3 separate regions of the Mus musculus genome follow, and all the other regions are linked to region 2. A link is a contact called in public Hi-C and HiChIP or PLAC-seq data. All regions are on one chromosome and are shown on one strand. Each heading gives the region's core, a stretch centred on a gene start, on an enhancer-like site or on the middle of the called end of the contact. The rest is flanking DNA. Distances are from core to core; before and after follow the strand shown. Region 1 overlaps Prkn (parkin RBR E3 ubiquitin protein ligase). Region 2 overlaps Map3k4 (mitogen-activated protein kinase kinase kinase 4). Region 3 has its middle 23 kb from the start of Agpat4.

Region 1 (5,003 bases), core at 1,306-3,805, 250 kb before region 2:
TTTTGGTTTTCATTTCATTTCATTTCGTTTTGTTTTGAGACTCGGTTTCCAGTCGGTAGCCCTGACTGTCCTGAAACTCACTCTATAGACCAGGCTGGCCTGGAACCCAGAGATCTGCCTGCCTCTGCCTCCTGAGTGCTGGGATTAAAGGCGTGCGTCACCACTGCCCCGCCCCTTTCCTCACTCTTAACTTGTTTGTTTTTATGCGAGTCCTTTGGAAATTTCTTCTCTAGGAATTTTGTCTCCTGCTACTTTGTAGGGAGTGTGTCATGGTATCTGGAGGCCTCTCTGTGTAGTGAGTGAGTGAGTGTGTGTGTGTGTGTGTGTGTGTGTGTGTAATGCTCAGTGTGTACTGACCAAAATTAGTGCCGGGCGTGGTGGCGAACGCCTTTAATCCCAGCACTCGGGAGGCAGAGGCAGGCGGATTTCTGAGTTCGAGGCCAGCCTGGTCTACAGAGTGAGTTCCAGGATAGCCAGGGCTATACAGAGAAACCCTGTCTCGAAAACAAAAACAACAAGAACAACAAAACAAAATTAGTAAGCCCCACCAGCCAAAGGATCAGGTAACCTCCTGAAATGCTGGGAGTTGTAGTTGCAAGCTTCACCGGCCCAAGCACTGGGTAACTTCATGGAATGCTGGGAGTTGTAGTTGCCAACTCCACCTGCCCAAGCCCTTCCTGGGATGCAAGGAGCTGTATTTCTTAGAAAATAACAGATCCACACGGGAAAGTACGGTGGTCTTTGCGTTTGTCCTTATAAGTGCCTGCAAAATACGTCTCTGGCCACTCTGCTGGAATTGTCCTTGTCAAAGTCCATCTTGATCAGCATTTAATAAAGCCCACTTCAAGTGGTGGAACTGGGTTTTCTCCGGCGAATCTCAGGATTAACACAGTGCTAGGGAGATGCGGGCCCCAGATACAGCTCCGGGTCCTATTCCGCAGCAACCCGAGGACGTCTTGCCAGAGAACCTGTAGCCGGGATCCTTGACCTCACCACAGAAAAGAGCTTCAGGGTACGCGAGCATCAAGCAGGGTTCGAGTTTAACAGGAAGAACGTTTCACGGAGACTTAAGCGCTGGGGTTAGTAGACAGACAGACGACAGCGAAAGGGGACCACACACCTGGGAGCAGGCGTGTGGGCTTCTCCAGAGCCAGGTCTGTTGAGGGGCCGCATGTTCTGAAGTTACACCTCAAAGGGTTGCTAAGCCTTTCTTTTTCATTACATGAGATGATGGGGTGGTTCCAAACTGGCTTGCATTACAGCTGATAAAGTAAATTCCTGGATCATTTGGGGTGCAGGGGACACTAAGATGTTTTGACTGTAAACAAAGCCTTGTTTGTGAGATTCGCGGGCTGGGGGGGGGGGGGGGTCTGGCATAGGAGTAAGGCAGTCCTTGTAGGTCACAAGGGCTCAGCCTCAGGCATGAATCGTGGTTATTTATGAAATATAAAACAAACAATTTGCTCACTAGAAAGTAAATACCTCTGCGGGAGAGGAACGTCTTTATCACCCGTCCCTTGAGCTGCCATCTGAGAAACTTCACTATACCTCCCCATGTCCTCTGAATTTTCTCTACCTTTCCAACTTGCTTTGGAATGAGAAAAGAACGTGTGGGGGGGTTGAGGGGGTTAAAAGAAGAGATGTCTGCTGAGTGACAGAGGAAGCATTGCAGTTGGAGACTGCAAGACTGGAAGACGTGGCTGGAGAAGTATAAAATAAGGAAGATATTTGTAGGTGAACACACAGACACTTAAAGTACAGTACAGGAGTGTGAATAATTTAAAATTAATCAAATTTAATTTAATAATTAATATAATTGCGAACTATAATTATAATAATTAATAGTTAATAATGATAAATAATTTAAACTTAATTTAAAAATCAAAATAATCTTAAAATTAGGAAATACAGAAAAACATAGGGAAAAACTAATTCCCCGGAAAGCTGCCCTTAGTGCCTCTTCCTCAGTGAGATCATAGTGCCCCCCTCCCCTCAGTGTCCGTCTCCACAGGGTGCTGGGGAGGACTGGGAATCTCAGCAATTCAGGCTGGTTGTGGGTGTCTCTCCAGGCAGAAGGATTTCTGAACCTAGACTACTCTCTTTCAGAATCTACCCTGCCTCGCCCAGCAACTTGCATTCTTGCCCCTGATGAATCGGGCGTTGGCCTCTCCAGGGGCAGGGTCTCTGGTTTAGGCTCTGAAGAGTTATGGAGGACCTGCCCACATGAGCAGCTCTGTGCGCCACCAGCCTCCAATTTCCCCAGCTGGCTTGGCTGGCTTGTACTTCTGCTGTGTAGCTCACCCCTGGCAATGGTGGCAATTTTCCCCTGGCAGGCTGCCTCCCATCCAGGTTTCCTGGCTACATTTTGTGCTCCACACTCTCACACCTAGCCCACTTGGATCTGCTCTGTGTGTTTGCTTTCCAGTAGCCCAGGCTGCTCCTATGAACGGTTCACTGAGGGAGAAAGTTACTTCTGATTAGCAGGGCAGCTGTGGCCTCCATCCTGGAGGAGCGGCAGTAATAGACCTCTGGATCTATTACAAGTTCCCTGGCATACAGCAAATGAATGTGGCCTGTCAGGAAGTTGGCAGGAGCTGATTGGCCTAGTGGTACAGCAACCATTGTCCTCTGTCTGCCTGTCTGTCTATGCATCCACTCAGATGCAGCTTTTAATCTGTCATCCTAGCTGCAAGTTTAAAAATATACTTTTTTTACATTTACTTACTTACTTAATTTTGTGTGTGCGAATGTTTTGCCTGACATATGCATTATATGCGTGCCTGTTACAAAGGAAGCCAGAAAAAAGTGCTGTCTCCTCTGGAACTGGATTGTAGATGGTTATGAACTATCATGTGAGTGCAGGGACTCAAACCAGGATCCTCTGGTGCTCTAAGCCGTTTCTCCAGCCCCTGAGTCTTTTCTAATGATTCTACCAGGAGAGAGATAGACAAATGGTTTAGGCATGACAAAGCAGAAATGCTTATTCCCAGTGAGAAGGTAGCTCTTGTCTTGGTTCTTCATGCTTGTATTTCTCAAATTTTGTATAATTCATGTGTATTTTGAGGTGAAGAAGTTTGGAACATTTTTTAAATATCAATCACAGTCTTGCAGCAACATCAGAAATACGAAGTTAAGAGTTTTAACTCATTATAGCCTGACTTTGTGCACTTACAAGACTGGTTTTTTAACCTGTTCAATGCAAATAAATACATATAATATAAGACAAGCAATATATAACAGCTCCTACTCTATAAAGGGGATTGCAGAAAATTTATTGTGAGTCACATATGAGTGGTCAAGGCCAGGAATGGCAATCCTGGGTGCCCTCTGTGACTTGTGCTGCTATAGAAAAGTCCGCATGTACCTTTCTAGTCGTAGGTCAAAAGTAGGTCATAGTGGCACTCCCCAGTGACCCCAGGCCTGGGGAAGTGTAGACAGGAGAATCGGGAGTACCAGGCCAGAGTTAGCTACGGAGTGAAGCCAATGTAGACTATGTGAGACCCTGTCTCAAAAACAAAAGAAAGAAATATGTGTGATGAGTCGTTTCATGGACCAGCTATGTTGGTAGAAACCTCAGATCGGCAAATTATGTTAATGTGGGAAGTCTCCGATACCATTTTCAAATGCTGTCTTACAATACGCTTAGCTCTGGGCTTGGTGAAAGTCAGTAGTCTGCTAAGAATACATTCCAAAGATTCTATCAATGTTACAGAGTTCAAATCTACGGAGGAAAGGCCACAGACTCAATTCAAGTTATAATTAAATGAATTTATTAATTACTGCCAGCGGGACCACAATCATAGTGAAGGTGCTCTGTGCACAGAGGAAAGAGCACAGTTACCTCGGTTCCTCCCCCAGACTCCCAATGCCCAGCTGAGTGAGAAACTGTGTTACTCTGTTCAGCTCAGCGTGAGGAGCTGTCCCTCCCATTCCCTGTTGCATACCAACAAGCAGGTTTTACAAAAGCTGGAGCAACCGGTAATGGTAATTCTCTCAGGAAGGTATTTACAATCCTGGGGAGGGGGCCGGGAGTCAAAGCTGCCAGGAACTCATCTTTTAGGAATTTAGAATGGGTGTGTAAAACAAAAAGGAGTTTTCTTTTAGCCATCACAACTAAATATTCATAAGTTGGGTCAGATACCGAGACCGACAACAGCCCAAGATCACTGCGGCTCTGAGTCTTCCATATTCTGTCTCTTTATAACCAAAAGGCTCTGATTAGCCTGTCAGCCTGCATAAACTCTACTATCACTGTGGCTTTGCGGGAGACCTTAAGTCCATATGTCTATAGCCAGTCACATATATTATGAAACTGTATAGGTAGCTTAATTTTTACACTATAATATATAACAGAGACACATGTGTACAGCCACCCACTTTGGGAAACAGGTTCATGCTCTCTCCTAGAACCCCAGTTCAAAACAACTAAGGGTGAATTTACTTTGTTCACAGTCTAAAGGGATGAAGTTTGCCGTCAGCTTCCTTTGTCCTTTCCCCATCTCTGCCCAGTCCAGGCCCTGGGCTCATGGGATGATATCATTCACATTCATCTTGGGCCTGCCTTCCTCAGCTAAACCTCCGTGGAAACACCCTTGTGTACATACTCAGGTGTATCTCCTAGGTGATTCTGAAGCCAGTCAAGTTGGCAGTGATGAACTGAACGGCTACTCAAATCACGGGGCCTTAGGACCACACCTGCCTCAGACTGACTGAAGACATGTTAAAGTTAAAATGCATGTCGGGTACCAGGTCTTGAAACAGTCCTCATCAGCCATGGCTTCATCACCGGCCTCCCATCTATAGGATGTGCCGGAGCTAAAGGAAGCTTGCAGGGACCTAGGATTCAGCAATCATGCTGACTCTGCTCTATTCTAACAAATCTCACAAGTCCCTTTTCCCTTCAGGATGTTAGCAGATGTTAACAGAAATGGGTTGACACCAGTGACCAGCCCTTGGCCATCTCACCTTGGTCCCAGCCACTACCATCATGGAAGCATCTCTTG
Region 2 (4,964 bases), core at 1,967-4,466:
AGTCTGAATTAACACTAATATTTTTTCTGCTGAAGTTAGGATTTTGGGTTAGGCATGATAGCTGTTAAAAATTTTTAAGACGTTGTTTTTTGCTAGTCATTTCTGTTTTGTTACATGGGCTTAATTCCAACTTGTCTGCAGTTGAAAGTACACACTGACTGCCTGCCGCACACCCATAGTATGTGCGCAGTGTCTAATTACAGGTCAGCTCCTTGGGGCAATACTAGACTCAGCGAGTTCAGCACTGACCTGACTACACAGGACTGAGTTGGAAAAGTACAGCACCAGACAGAGGAGCTGCTGCTCCAGTCTTTGACTTCAAGACCAAGCTATGGCGAGGCACGCACATGCCTTTCATCTTAGCATTTCAGGAGGAAGAGGCAGGTGGATCTCTGTGAATTCACGGCCTACTAGCACGTTAGCACACACCCACGAGAGTTTAGGACGGAGTTGAGGCAAGTCATAGAAACACACAGCCAGAGCAGAACCAGGCGGAAAACAAAGGTTCTCCAAAGAATCCTTCAACGGAAACGCCAAAGCTCTGACCAGAAGTGGCTGAGACCAGGAGTGCTGAGACGAACAACAGCCTGTGGGAAGGACCTGAGCAGAGGAGAGTAGCGCCTCCTTTGAGACACTGCAAGGGGCTGGGACATTACAGCCAAGAAAACCAGGGCACCTGAGGCCATGCACAGGAGACAGAGGCTTGTGAGCCTGTCTCCACAGGCCTCAGCCAACCACTACTCTAGCAGGTAAGATAGGCAAACTGGTACACACCTGTCCAACACGACTGCGATTTTATTATTTCCATGTGAGGCTTCCCATCTCTAGTCACACGTCTCTTCAACACTGGGGTACATTCCAGCAGGTCAGCCACCAGACATGACCTGATGCAGTCAGCAATCTCAGCACACAGGTGGCAGAGATGGCAAAACTTGGTGCAATAGCACACTGTTCTAACAAGTAACAGTGCCCACACACACACACACACACACACACACACACCAGTAAAGAGCAGTAAACGTACCAACCAGAAACGTGTTTATTATCACTTTCAAGTGTGTATACTCTGTGTGATTTATGTGCTAGATTTCTAACAGCTGGCAGTACAGAAGGACAACCTAACCATGAGAGCGGCACACCAGCGGTGACCCGCCACGCAAAAGGAGGTCTGCAGCTCCATTATACCCTCATGGGACCTCAATGTTTCAGAGTCATCACGTATGAACGGTGGCCCTCAAAGCCAGCCCAAATTCTACTTGAGAGAATGACCCCTAAGGAACTGTGAAAGACTTAAGCACATAAGCTGCCTCCTAAGACGTAAAAGAAAATGGAGACACCACAAAAGAAATGGAGACACACATGTAAGACTTACCTCATAAAGAAAAGAACAACTTTTTATAAATAAAAAATGGAATAAACTGAGGAGGGTTTTAAGCAGAGGTTCAAGGCTTCCAGATAAAAATACACAAGGTTTTTGTTTGTTTCTTTCTTTGTTTTTGTTCTTGTTTTTCAAAACAGGGTTTCTCTGTACAGCTCTGGCTGTCCTGGAACTCACTGTAGACCAGGCTGACCTGGAACTCAGAAATCCACCTGCCTCTGCCCCTCAGTGCTGGGATTAAAGGCGTGCGCCACTTATCTTTAATTGTGTTGTTCTCCCAACCAAGGCCAGCATGGAACTTACTGGCAATAGAGATCTTGAGGCCCTGTACGTTCCAGGCGTAAAAATCACAGGCAGGGGGCTGGTGAGATGGCTCAGTGGTTAAAAGCTCTGAGGTCCCAAGTTCAAATCTCAGCAACCACATGGTGGCTCACAACCATCCGTAACAAAATCTGATGCCCTCTTCTGGAGTGTCTGAGGACAGCTACAGTGTACTTACATATAATAAATAAATAAATCTTTAAAAAAAAAATCACAGGCAGCTTCTAAGAGAATTTTCAATATGCAACCAACATGTACACATGAAGGTAGTGCATGAAGCACTCGTGGCTCCCTGGCTCGCCTGTGAGGCTCCTGAAACCCAGCACAAGCCCCTCACCAGCACCTGTGCACTCTCCGCCTCTACTCCAGGTCTCATCACACTCTCAGTCTATGGCCCCCAACAGGTTAACAGGCACTGATGGACGTAATATTAGCAGATACCAGATGCAAAAGGAACTCAAACGTGATGCTCACCCAATGGCTATAACACACATGCATACACATGCACACATTTCATACTTGAAAAAATCACGTAAAAGTTAAAGGGTTTCCTAAATCAGGTAATTTTCAATATTTTATGACACTGTCTGAGATGGGGTAGTCCTCCCTACATACCAGAAAAAAAAATACAAATTAAGGAATTTAGCACTGAACTAAGTAACCATTAGTTTAAGGATAATTACAATTCTTCCAAGGCTATGACTAAGCATAATAAAGCCTTTGTAAGGAAAGATTTTTAAGGACACCTAAGAAAAACTGATTTGGTGAAGAATCAAAGGAAGTTGGTTCTGTCAGAGCTCCTGGGGTACGAACACAGGAAGAGAGCTACTATAAATGGGGCATAAGGAGAAAGCCGCTGACGTCACTCACAGGACTGACAACCACTGAACACAGAGTACACAGTGACTTTACAGTGACAGGCTTGTGCTGTGGGATTCCTGTGCTGCGTGAAGCCTGCGTGTGCAGCCTGAGTGTGCAGCTTGAGTGTGAAGGCTGTGTGTGAAGCCTGCGTGTGCATCCTGCGTGTAAAGCCTGCATGTACAGCCTGAGTGTGCAGCTTGCGTGTGAAGCCTGTGTGTACAGACTGCATGTGAAGCCATTACTTAAAATGCTTCTCTCTGCCACTAGTCTTTCCTGCACCTGTGTGCCCATGCCATCCGTGTCTGGAACTCAGCTGCCTGTGCCACCTGAGCCTGGTGCTCTGTGCCTCCTGGGTGCTCTCTCTGCGCCACTTCAGCATTGTCTGCTGCTATGCTCCCACGTTCACAGCCTAGTGTCCACCTCTCTGAGCATCCCGCTCTGGCTGTCACCCAAGAGGCTGTCACCTTTCATCCCAGGTCACTCGCGCTACAAGAATCTCCTTGTGTATTTTAGGTATCTAAAGCTGACTTTCTATGGAACAGCACTTCTGGCTGCCGCCGTGGCTGTTTACATTTCTGGGATTGTCACTGCTGAGTGCAGATTTACCCTGGGTGTGAGTCATATTTTCCTGCTTCCTGGAATGACTAGTTTTATGTTTCTGTTTTGTTTTGTTCTGTTCTGTTTTGGAAGGTCTTATTATGTAGCCCAAGATGAGCCTCCTGCCTCAGCCTCCTCAATGCTGGAATCACAGCCATGTACTGTAACTGGTCATTTTTATTGGATACTGATGTCATAAAGTTAATATTGTTACTTGGACTTTGCCGTCATGCTTTAGGATCTGGGGTGAAGGGTAGACTGCTGTAATTTATTTCTAACTCCCTGCAACCCTCATGCCTCCTCTCAAGTATGCTGAAGGCAATGGCACAGAAAAGCAGAGAAGCCTTTCTCTAGGCTAGTCTGGCCCTGCTGCTAAGCCAGGAACGCCAACTCTCTCCTGAGTGCCCTAAGAAAGACTTCAGCATCACGCTGGCCTTCCGGCTGGCTCTGCAGATTCTCCTCGAACAGCAGCAGCACTTCTGTGCCTGGCTCTGCCTGATCTTGAGTAGTGTGTGCCCTAAACACATGTGTCTGTGGCTGCAGAGCCCAGAGGCCTGACAGACAGCAGGCGCCTGCAGCCTTTTCTGTAGTCTTCCTCTCAAGGACTCTCCCTCAACCTCTAACTGCCTCAGCTCCAAAGTTCAACCTGCCTCTCCACCCTGCTGCCTGGGGCTGCCTCTGTGCACCTCAGCCTGACAAGCTATCCAGGAAGAAAGAGGCTCCTCTGCCTGCCTCCTGTCTCAGGACTTAGGGTCACACTGCCTGGCACTCAGTGTCACAGGCAGGCACTCTACACTTAACCTTTATTCTACCTTTCTTGGCTTTGTTTACTGTTATCACTAAAAGGAAGTACATCCATATTTTTATAACCCAAAAAGTTGTTCTTTTGATCTGTTTTTTTTTTTTGGGGGGGGAGAATTGGGGTGTGATTTTTTGTTTTGGGTTTTTGTTTTGTTTTGGTTTTTTGGTGTTAGAAAGTGAAATAACACTACTTAATTTACAACATGTATGGGAAAAGCAATACTTGACAAAGAGTCAAACTACAACAAATCTAAACACTTCATTTATAACAGGGAAGATAGATAGATAGATAGATAGATAGATAGATAGATAGATGGATTCCTTTAGGGAAAAAACAGATGGGAAATTCTATTAAAAAAATAAATTGATACAAAAGAAAAAAATTACCTGGTTTTAAAAGTGAAAATATTTACAGATAGTCAAATTCAACATATTTGTTGGTATCAATTAACCTCATCTGGTTCTGGCCCCAGTTTCATATAATGCATGAGAGCACAAAGATTCTTGTAAGACTTAGCTTTAAGGAAGATTGTAAAATATCTAAAAGAATTAATAGGAAAACTGACATCACTTAAAACACCAAACTACACAAAAGTGACATTATTTCTCAGATACAGATGGTTCTCCTATCTGAAACTTTGCATTACAGTAATAAACCTGCTTACAAGGGTAATTGTACCTGTATGGACTCTCACCATTTCTTTATAGCTCAGTACCAAGCTGATTAATCTCTAGAACCTCTGCCATCTTTATGTGCACACAGGACCTTTGCTGAGGCAGTACACAGCCTGACACACGTTGTGTGGACTCTGCCATGGAAAGAACAAAGGACAGAGACACGTGCACCGATTCCACAGAGTCGCAGAGAACAGTGACTGACCTAGCCTGGACAGGGACGAAAATGAGGGCTCCTGTCCCTACTTTCACAGCTTACCACAACACTTTGTGATTAACCAGCTCCATGCTGAGCCACAAAGACATGGCTAGACAGTGAAGTCAGATGTGT
Region 3 (5,034 bases), core at 450-2,949, 200 kb before region 2:
ATGGCCTTCTACTGCCCTGGGCCCTCTGCGTTGTAGACTGGGGACCACCTACAGGCTTCTACTCCTTCTGCCCCTATAGGCCTAGCAGACAGTTTCCAGAGCTCAGGGCAGAATTCATCCCTGCCTTCCCTAGGGTGATGTGGGTAGAGTGAGGGCCCGTCACGCACTGCTTATCCACATGCTGCTTTTGGGAACTATTCCAAGACCTATGATAATTTTTTCAAAATGTCTCATACACACATACACAGGTATACACAAACACATACATACACATATATATACATACACATAAACACACATATACATAGCTTTAAAAGTTTGCTCAATTGGAAAGAAGAATAAAACTATTATGAAATTTGCAGGAGAACAGGTAGACCTGGGAAGTAGCTTATTAAGCGACGTGGCCCAGACTCCAAAAGAGAAGACTCGCACACTCCTTCACATATGCTGTAGTGGTTTGTATGTGTTTGGCCCAGGGAATAGCACTGTTAGAAGGTGTGGCAGGAAGTTGTTGGAGGAAGTATGTCATTGTGGGTGTGGGTTTTAAGACCCTCATCCTAGCTCCCTGGAAGCCAGTCTTCTATTGGCCTTCAGATGAAGATGTAGAACTCTCAGCTCCTCCTGGGCCATGCCTGCCTGGATGCTGCCATGCTTCCACCTTGATGATAATGGACTGAACCTCTGAAACTGTAAGCCAGCCCTAATTAAATGTTGTCCTTACAAGAGTTGCCTTGGTCATGGTGTCTGTTCTCAGCAGCAAAACCTTAACTAAGACATATGTAGATCCTAACTTTTATTGTTATAGATATGTAAAAAGGGTGTGTGTGTGTCTGACAGGGGTATAGACTATGGAACTAGCAAGGAGTCCTCAAGAGGGAAACAGGAGGTGTTGAGGAAGTGGGTGTGGCCACAAAAAGTCACATGTGATGGAAGCAGGAAGTTACAAGGGGGAAGGAGGAAATGAGAGAAGCAGGGAAACAAACAAACACAAATTTGTTTGGAAAGTGCCATAATGAGACCCAGTAGTAAGAAAAAACTTTTTGAGAAGTCAGTTGTCTGTGTAAGGGCCAATTGCGCATTAAAAGAATACATAAAAGGCCCTGGAATCATCACTGTGACTGTCCTCAAAGCCTGATTTGCTGTAAGCCGAGCCATGAATAAGATTATCATGGACTGAGCCATGTTTCAACAATTAGAAGCTCTGGGAGTCACTGTATTTGGGGAAATGGCCTTTGAAGAGGTAAAAGTGTGGCACTAGGGTACACCCTAAACATCATGATTAGTGGCCCACTAAGAGGTTATAACGTTGACAGGCACAGAAAAGGAACCTTCTTGGTGACACAAGATGAGCCATTTGTAAGCCAGGGGATGTCCCCCCTAGCAGACACCTTGCTCTTGAGTATATTCCCTCAGGCCAGAAAAGTACAATTTGGTTATTTCAGTCCCTAACTTGGTGGCCAGATCTAAGAGTGAAGTAGTGAGGGAGAGAAGTTGGGGTTCTCTCAAGGGAGGGTGCCATAACTGCCCCAGGAACTGACCAGTGACAGCCAGGCAGAGAATAGAGCTGGGTTCATATGGAAAGGCTCCTCTGAGCCCACTGTAGTAATGGTAGCAGCTGCAAGCCCCAGCTGAGTGCAACCTTACTCCAGCCTCCCATGTACATAAGCAAGTCTTGGGCAACTGTGGAGACAGAGACGCAGAGGTCAGAGAACAGGGTATGTAACCACTCTGTCAAGAGCTGTCTGGACTGTCAGCATCCACACAGCATGCGTGAGTCTCAGATGTGGAAATCAGAGCACGACCAAAGGTGAAGTGGGGTCTCCCGATCAGGCCCCTCCAAATTCACATCCCATCCTCGCCCTCTTGCCACCCCCTAAACTCCTCTAGCCCTGCTTCTGGAATATGAAAACCCAGAGCTAAGTAGTCTCTGAGGTTCCTTTTTGTACTAAAATTCTATGGTTTTGATTCATAATGGTGACTCATGCTGAGTCAACAGGGAAAAGGTTAGAGTGTGTTCTGCAAATTCCGCTCAAGAAAACAGGCAAGCATGCACTCCATTGTACAAACGCTTCGGAGCTGAAAACTGCTTTGTTGTTGATCCAAGGAACACTTAGATCCTGGGAGAACTGACTTCAGCTGGGCTGGTCCCTGTGCAGTACTCACAGAATTGACTGCAAGCCAGGCTGCCTCTGCAGAGCCCTCTGCTCAGTGCCATGAGACTACCTACCGTAGGCTTCAACAATCAGACAATGCTGTTGGTATGAAAAAGCAGATGACGTTAGTGTACAATAGCATTTAAATGTGGCTTCTGTAGCAGTACTTTTTCTTAAAAAAAAAAAAAGAAAGAAAGAAAAGAAAAAGAAAAGAAAAGAAAAGAAAGAACAGAAAGAAAAAAAAAACCTGAAAAAAATACATCTGCAAGAAAGAATGGTTTACTTTGGCTCATAGTCTAGCAGTCCAGTCCAGTAGAGTGGAGGAGGCAAGATGGCAGGCAAGAGTGGGGCAGCTGGTTACATTGTATCCACAGTCAGGAAGCAGAGGTAGAGAGATGAAAGCTGATATTCAGCTTGAGTTCTTGTTCTTATTCAGTCTGGGCCCCCAGCTCATGGAACAGAGTTGCCCACTGTCTTAGGGTTTTACTGCTGTGAACAGACACCATGACCAAGGCAAGTCTTATAAAAAACAACATTTAATTGGGGCTGGCTTACAGGTTCAGAGGTTCAGTCCATTATCATCAAGGTGGGAGCATGGCAGCATCCAGGCAGGCATGGTGCAAGAGGAGCTGAGAGTTCTACATCTTCATCTAAAGGCCAATAGGAGAAGACTGGCTTCCAGGGAGCTAGGATGAGGGTCTTAAAGCTCACACCCACAATGACAAGGCCACACCTTCTAATAGTGCTATTCCCTGGGCCAAGCATATACAAACTGACACACCCACATTCAGGTAAATCCTATCACCTCAGCCCAATCCAGAGCGTCCCTCCAGACCCTGGTGACTTGTCCCCTAGGTGACTGTATTAGTCTGGGTTCTCTAGAGTCACAGAACTTATGGAATGTCTCTCTATATTAAGGGAATTTATTATGATGACTTACAGTCTATAGTCCAACTAACCCAACAATGGACAGCTGTGGATGGGAAGTCCAAGAATCTAGTAGTTGCTCAGTCCCACAAGGCTAGTTGTTTCAGCTGGTCTTGTGTAGAGGTAGGTTCCAACAGATGTGCTGGCAAGTCAATGCAAGCAGAGAAGAAGAGTGAATCTTTCTTTTGCCAATGTCCTTAGGTAGGTCTCCAGCAGAAGGTGTGGCCCAGGTTAAAGGTGTTTTCCACCATGCTGGATCTGGAACTTGCTTTGTCCCAGGCTGACCTTTAACTCAGAGATCTCTTTGCCTCAGTCTCCTGGGATTAAAGTCCTGTACTAACTTTCCTGGGCCTAAGCTTTTCATGGCCACTATGCCACAAGATCTCCATGCCAAGATCTAGGTCAGCAACTTGTGTTTTCCAGCCACAAGGTCTGGATCACAGGTGTGCCCTCCAATTCTGGATTGTAGTTCATTCTAGATATAGTCAAGTTGACAACTAGGAATAGCCATTACAGTGATCCTAGCTCTTGTCAAGTTGACACAATATTAACCATCACTACATTCCTATGTAGCTCCAGCTTTCCTTCCGAATGGGGCTATGTGTGAAAATAAGTTGTGAATCTATAACACAGCTGTTATAGACATTGTCTTTCTTGAGAACTTGGTGGTTTCCAAACGTCAAGAATCATGTCTTTAAAAATCATTTCAAAATTAGAAGGATGGTGTCATGATTTGAATGTGAAATGCCCTGCATAGGATTCATGTATTTGAATACTTGATTCCCATTCCTGGCTGGTGGAAGTGTTTGGGGAAGGCTGTGGAACCACAGAGAACATGGCCTAGCTAGCCACAGTAGCTCTCAACCTGTGGGTCAGGACCCTGTGTGTATGTGGGGGTAAGGGGAGGGTATTGAATGACCTTTCACAGAGGTCATAATATCAGATATTTACATTATGATTCATAATGGTAGGAAAATTATGGCTATTAAGTAGCAACAAAATAATTTTACGGTTGGAGTCACTACAACATGAGGCATTGTATTAAAGAGTTGCAGAATTAGGAAAGTTGAGAACCACTAACCCTGAAGGTGATACCTGCCTCTGTGGGTACCCAAGCTTTCCACTTTCAAATCCACCATGCTTTGAAAAGTAGCAGCGGGGAGCTCCCATAACACCCAAGGAGCATGCGCCCACCATGCATCCTCTACCATGATATTCCCTGAAACAGCCAAAATAACCCTTTGTCTTTAGTTGCTTCTGTTGGAAATTTATTTGTTTTATGCGTATGAGTGATTTACCTACATGCATGTCTGTGTACCACATGTGTGCCTGGTTCCTGGGCAGACCAGCATTGGATCCTTTGTGACTGGAGTTTCAGATGATATGAACCACCAGAGAGGTACTGGAAATCTAACCTAGTTCCTCTGGACTTAGTAGCCAGTATTCTTAACTGCTGAGCCATCTCTCTAGCCCCTTCTGCTGGGTATGTTGTCCCCAAAGTAATTAACACAGAAGGTCTTTGAAGATCGTATCTCTGTCTCTCTTTTCTTAGCTGAGAATAACCTTTTCCCAAACAAACCTGTCAAAGCAGACAGAACACTTTCATCATCATATCCACCCCCAGAGGTGTCTCTGGCTGACACCTGAGAGGATCATGTTGCCTGGAGAAGTCTCTGTTGGGACTAGCTTCTCTGGGTCTTTCTGTCAAGTTTTTGATGTCTGCACCCTTCCCTTCCCCTTGATCCTCCAGATAAGCATCATTTTCTTTGGGACATAGGTCATTCCCTCCATACATCATTAGGAATGCCAGAAACTTCCTTCTTGCCCTGGGATTGAGCACCGGAAAATCTCGTCTCTGATCTGGTGTGGACAGAGGTAGCAAGTGCCCAGTGCCATCCTGCTCCTCTGTTCCCGCTAGAGAACCCAGTCTCCATGCACTCTTGAGGAAACACAA

Evidence for each region. A called contact is a pair of places that touch in the nucleus more often than the background predicts. HiChIP or PLAC-seq counts read pairs in DNA pulled down with a chosen protein or histone mark.
Region 1: a Hi-C map of the N1E-115 cell line shows a contact between it and region 2, with 6 times the contacts expected there. The contact joins two enhancer-like sites. A contact is called at or near these places in 1 of 15 datasets of contacts at CTCF or cohesin (CD8 T cells), 15 of 484 Hi-C or Micro-C datasets (B cells, the G1E-ER4 cell line, the N1E-115 cell line and 3 more), 10 of 115 datasets of contacts at active chromatin or transcription factors (bone marrow-derived macrophages, embryonic basal ganglia, embryonic stem cells and 3 more) and 2 of 9 other capture datasets (adipose tissue and embryonic stem cells).
Region 3: a contact with region 2 is called in a FOXA1 HiChIP or PLAC-seq map of pancreatic cancer cells. The contact joins two enhancer-like sites. A contact is called at or near these places in 5 of 484 Hi-C or Micro-C datasets (all in embryonic stem cells), 2 of 115 datasets of contacts at active chromatin or transcription factors (large pre-B cells and pancreatic cancer cells) and 2 of 9 other capture datasets (adipose tissue and liver).

Annotation. Positions count from the first base shown.
Region 1 is chr17:12,043,801-12,048,803 of GRCm38.p6, forward strand. All of the region lies in intron 10 of Prkn (parkin RBR E3 ubiquitin protein ligase), which reads left to right. Among named protein-coding and RNA genes, the nearest start is that of Gm46604, 15 kb to the left of the region's middle. Within about 2 kb of position 2,556, at least 61 of the 459 cell types and tissues checked have an H3K27ac peak or open chromatin away from gene starts, as enhancers often do. A contact at or near this core is called in the N1E-115 cell line and trophoblast stem cells, where this site is marked.
Region 2 is chr17:12,294,410-12,299,373 of GRCm38.p6, forward strand. All of the region lies in intron 1 of Map3k4 (mitogen-activated protein kinase kinase kinase 4), which reads right to left. Among named protein-coding and RNA genes, the nearest start is that of Map3k4, 22 kb to the right of the region's middle. Within about 2 kb of position 3,217, at least 58 of the 459 cell types and tissues checked have an H3K27ac peak or open chromatin away from gene starts, as enhancers often do. A contact at or near this core is called in the N1E-115 cell line, pancreatic cancer cells and trophoblast stem cells, where this site is marked.
Region 3 is chr17:12,093,327-12,098,360 of GRCm38.p6, forward strand. No RefSeq gene overlaps it. Among named protein-coding and RNA genes, the nearest start is that of Agpat4, 23 kb to the right of the region's middle. Within about 2 kb of position 1,700, at least 91 of the 459 cell types and tissues checked have an H3K27ac peak or open chromatin away from gene starts, as enhancers often do. A contact at or near this core is called in pancreatic cancer cells, where this site is marked.